2 separate regions of the Urocitellus parryii genome follow, and region 2 is linked to region 1. The links are chromatin contacts, called in public Hi-C maps. All regions are on one chromosome and are shown on one strand. Each heading gives the region's core, a stretch centred on a gene start, on an enhancer-like site or on the middle of the called end of the contact. The rest is flanking DNA. Distances are from core to core; before and after follow the strand shown.

Evidence for each region. A called contact is a pair of places that touch in the nucleus more often than the background predicts.
Region 2: a contact with region 1 is called in a Hi-C map of liver, with 7 times the contacts expected there. The contact joins the promoter of Orc1 here to the promoter of Btf3l4 in region 1. A contact is called at or near these places in 2 of 2 Hi-C or Micro-C datasets (liver and muscle).

Annotation. Positions count from the first base shown.
Region 1 is chr11:35,365,364-35,367,922 of mUroPar1.hap1, reverse strand. Btf3l4 (basic transcription factor 3 like 4) reads right to left here and starts at 1,289. Exons shown (of 5, transcript XM_026381733.2): 1 at 1,189-1,289. It overlaps Txndc12 (thioredoxin domain containing 12), which reads left to right and starts at 2,288. Exons shown (of 7, transcript XM_026381716.1): 1 at 2,288-2,503. The coding sequence starts at 2,407. It overlaps LOC144249066 (a long non-coding RNA gene), which reads right to left and starts at 2,196. Exons shown (of 3, transcript XR_013342135.1): 1 at 2,111-2,196; 2 at 1,944-2,009; 3 at 1,742-1,800.
Region 2 is chr11:35,660,571-35,663,129 of mUroPar1.hap1, reverse strand. It overlaps Orc1 (origin recognition complex subunit 1), which reads left to right and starts at 1,290. Exons shown (of 17, transcript XM_026382647.2): 1 at 1,290-1,304.

The sequences.
Region 1 (2,559 bases), core at 40-2,539:
GTCTTACATATATGAGGACAGCAGCGGGGCATAAATTATAAGCAGTTCAGCGTTTTCCAATTTAATAGAAAAAGAAGGCCTTGAGGTAGCAGTTCCTTTCTGCAACCAAAGGGAGAAGTAACTTCCTTTGGTCACATGATAATGAGTTCTTCCTTGGGAGATCCAAGGATCTTTTAGCACTTTTCTTAGGAGTTCAAGATAGAGTACAAATGAGGTTAATCAATACTTAACACCTAAGTTCCAAGCATTGTGGTAGGCATTTTCACATACATCATGTTTACACAGGGATAAAAATAATTTCAACCTTTAGTCTCAACTTTTTATTATGAGATTTCTTTAAGAGAAGCACAGGATGTAGAATCAAAGACACTGGGTCTACTCTACTTAATACTTAAGGCTTCAAAAAAGTATTTTACTTTTTTGAACTTTTGTTCCTCCTGCATCAGGAAAGGTATAACACATACTTCACAGGGTTGTTTTGAGGGTTAAAGGTAGATTATCAAGCACAAGATATGGCTCACAGAAATATACTCAATAATTGGTAACTATTGTTACCATTCCCGAGGGGATAGCTAAGGTATAAGTGAAATAACCTGGGAAGGGAAATTGAAACCGCCATTCACTAGCTGTATACCACTGTGCCTGCCGGTCAATCATCAAGCAGTGATGGGGTTATAAGGATGGGCTAGGCAATGTCCCAAAAGGGAGGCAGACTTGTAAACAAATTCTGCCATTATAAGGTGATGAGCCCTGCAACAGGGTCCGGTTCCCCGGGCAGGGGGCGGGGTGCTAACCTCGGTTTCCCTATCTGTAGACTGGAAGCATCAACTGAGATGACAACAGATAAGCTGTATAAGCTCAAAACATATGACATTGTTGTTGTGAATAACGAAGAGTAATGGAACAGAGGAGAGGGGGTCCACCCGCCTCCTGGGACTGGATTTGGGCGGCAAAAGCACCGTTCCGCTCTCACAGGGGGCGTTGGTGCTGGGGACCTTCCCTCAGGTGCCGACCCCCAGCTGCGCCGCCGGTAACCGACAGGCCAAGCCAGCCGCCTCCGCCCCCACTCGCCGCGCCACGGCGGAAGTGGCAGCCCGAGCGGTTGGAGGGTGTCGGAAGAAGAGGGCGGGGGGAGACCGTGCGCAGCGGCCTATGGCCGTGGAGTGGCGGGACCGCCGGGGGTCTCACCTGAAGCAGGGAGGGTCCTCCAACACCAGCACGCGGCAAGAGCAAGATGGCTGCCTCAACCGAGACAGAGAAAGACGGCGGCGGCGGGAGCGAGGCCCACGTGATACAGTCAGCCCCGCCTCTCCTTCCCCGGCGGCCTATCCCGGGAGCGCGCATCCCAACTACAAAACCCAGCCTGCTTTGCGCACCCCAGAATTTCTATTGGCGGCAGGTGCCGGGTGCCGCGCTGCATCCTGGAGCTCCCAGGCGTTCCATTGTGTCGGTACTTAGTTTGTGGAGAACCTAATAAAAGGGCGAAATGATTTTGTTTGTGTAGTTTTGTTCTGATGCTTTTCACTATGCATTAAGTATGCACTGTTGGACTCAAACTAATAGAAGAAAGATGGGAGATTTTGGCCTGTTATGTAGTAGAGGCCGAAAATTAAAAAGAAATATTTAATCCACAACAAAAATAGATTTAATCTGAAGAAGCGTTACATTTTAGATGCCTACAGTGACATGACCTGGTTCCTTTGGAACGTTTAGTTTTGCAATAGGAAGCCCCAACTCTGGTTTTCTTGGAGCTTGTATTGGTTGGTTGCATCCTCCTTAGCGTGAAAGTGAAGTGCATGCCTGCAAGGCAAGAGACAGTTGAATGCAGAATGGGTTTATCAGGTCTCTTCAGAGACCTGAGCAGGAAATTAATGAAATCCGGTTGTCCGATTTTTCTTACTTGCGGTGGGGGAAGGGAAATTCGAGGCCAATAGGCGACTCACCCACTGTTGGGAGATGTTGACCTCACGAATCAATAATTTGCGTTTTGAATAGTAAGTACAGCGGACCTGGGGGCGGGAGAGGCAGGGGGAGGGGTTAGTCTGGCTGGCAGACGTAGTCCACAACGGTTCTTCCGAACCTCTCCCTTACCCCCACCGTCTCAGCCCACCTTTTTCCGCTCGGTCCTGAGGCTTCGACTTACAAGACCCTGAGAAGGCAGATCACGCTCGAGAGCATTTCCCGAACCCTTCTACGTGATCTGCACCTTTAACTCCATCCCAAGCCGGACCCCGGAGGCACCACCCACATCCGTCTAACATCACTTCCTTCAGAGTTTGGAAAAAAAAAAAAAAATCTGAGAAAGAGAGGGTCTGGGCTGACCAGCTCTAAGGAAAAGAAACGGATCTCTTGCGGTGACTCGAGCCCTGTGTCGGGTCAGCCCGGTGGTCCCGCGCACCTAGCACCATGGAGATGTGGCCTCGTCTCGGGGCCACCTGTTTGCTGGGCTTCAGTTTCCTGCTCCTGATCACCTCTTCTGACGGACACATTGGGCTTGGAAAGGGTCAGACAGCATTCTTATCTTAATCTTTACTGATCGGGGCCTCTGCCGAATAGGAC
Region 2 (2,559 bases), core at 41-2,540, 300 kb before region 1:
AATTATAGTTGTGCACCACTGGGCTTGGCTCTGATTTATCTTTTATTTGTTTATTTGTTTATTTATTTTGTGGTATTGGGGATTAAACCTCCGTACTGTACTACTTAGCTATATCCCCAGCCCTTTAAATTTTTTTATTTTACTTTGAGATAACATCTCACTAAGTTGCCAGCTGGCCTTGAATTTGTAATCTACCTGCCTCAGCTTCCCAAATTACTGGGATTATAGGGATACATCACAGTGCCGTGCTTGTTCTGGTGATTTTTAAAATTCCATCCTTCATTTGTTTACCTATTATATGCCTAGTCCTGACAAAGGATTACTAATGCAGTTATGAATAATAAAGAGAAGGTCTCAAGGTTTCTATTCTTTGGAATTTAACATTCAAATGTGAGAAACACAACAAATAGGAAAATAATATGATGGTCATAATAGGATGGTATAATAGAACATGATGGCAGAGTAACTTTCCCACTGAGTATTCAGTGAAAGCCTTTCCGAGGGAGTTTCATCGGAGCTGAGACCTGAGCCACCCCTGTAATGCAGGAAAAGAGAACAGCAGTTACATAGTCTGAGGGCACTAATAAACTTGGTTTGTTTGATGATGGGAATAGGCATGTGGCATAGTGGTAGAGGAATGGCAGGTTATATGGTCCTAGTCCTTCCAGTAACTTTGCTTCCTCAGCCTAGGGTAAATCACATACCTCTTCCAACTATCAGACCAGTAACACTAATAATTTTTTTTTTTTTTTTAATGAAAGTGGAATTATACACCTTATGGTGCACACATTATTCTGGTCTCATCAAGTATGGCTCTTGGTCTCCTAGTAAAGGAGACTTTTACCATGACTTGGTTTTTGAAAGATGATATCTGCTTTAGTAAACTAAAATATGGTCTAGATTTAAAATAATTGAGCATGAATTTAAAGCCCTCTTGGTATACATTTCATAGTTCTTTCCCTATGCTAGTTTTTTGTTTGAAAAAAATGAGATTATTGTGCACATAAAATAAGTTGTCATAGTCAAAGTGAAAAATTAGGCTATATATTTTACAGTTAGATTATTTGAGAATTGTAGAAGGTTTGCTGAGAAGTACTGATTTTATAAGGAAGTAGTAGATGCTATTTCCCCGTTTTGTTTTTTTTTTTTAATGAGAGCTTAGTGAGCACTGCAATTTACTTGGGTGTTTTCTTTGTATCTCAATAGCACATTTTATCTGACTTCATTGTGGAAAAGGTTAACATTTCCAAGTTAATTTCTGAAAGTTTTGTGTTACGTCATCCATCAGAAGAAACATATTGAAGGTAAATTTGTTATGTATTTCCTTAAACATTTATTTAGATTCAAACACGTTTACTAATTTTGACCAAAAGATACTTTGATATTATGAATGCAAATTTACTTTTTACTTGGGCAAGTCTTCCAGTTGGTTTTGCTCTCTCTATTTTCCTTGCTCTTTATTCATTTTCACACTATGCCTCATTAAAATTACATTGAGAGGGTCAGGGTTGTAGCTCAGTGGTAGAGCGCTTGCCTAGCTTTCGAGGCACACTGGGTTCGATCCTCAGCACCACATAAAAAAATAAAGGCATTCTGTCCATCTACAACTACAAAAGAAAAATTAGATTGATACTCTTAATTTACTTAAAGTGATCTTTCATGTATCTTTTGTAAACAGTTTATTTGTTAATGACTCAATATTTCCTTTTTGGATTAGTTCCCTCAAAAGTTAAAAAACTTCCAAAAACACAAAATCTTAGATTGCAAATATTCCCCAATAGAATGCAGGATAAAATGCCACTGAGTTCTAGGAAACTAATTTTTGAAGGAGAATGTTGTTTTCAACTTAAACTAAAATTTTGGTCTCGTAATCATTAATTCAGAATAATTCTGTTGGTCTGGCTTTTTTTTTTTTTAACTCAGTTTTGTCAAATTTTAGCTCTATAAGGAAAACATGAAATTCAGAGGAAAGTTTTATTTTTTAAGTTGCTTAAAATAATGGATTGGCATCATTATTAGAACTATCAGATTGTAATGCCCAAATTCTTTGTAAAAATGATTATATTTGTATTTTCATCCATATTTCTGTTTTCATCACTAAAAGTACCTTTTCCCCGCCTGTATTTTAGCATGAGCATTTATTTTCAGCTATTCACAGTACTCATATCTGGGTCTATCAGCTGCAAAGAAACAGCCACTCCCAACTATCAGACCAGTACAGCTTAGTAACACTGATAACTTTTTTTTTAATGTAAATGAAATTATACACTTGATGAAACCCATTGCTGTCTCCCAAATATCACTTGCCTACCTTCTTCATCCCTTGGAACTGAGTTCAGTCTTTGTCAATATTTACGAACTTCCATGTTCAGTTCAGGAATCTTCTATAGGAATCCTTCCCTTTTTGAATAGCCATAAGAACCAGTCCTCTAACTTCTGTTGGTTCCTCTGGGCTCTTGACACTATTTAATAGTTTCCTTTACTACATTTATCTTTAATCCCTATCTGGATCATAACTGTGAAGACATTTCACATTGTTAGATGTTTCACACCTCTTGT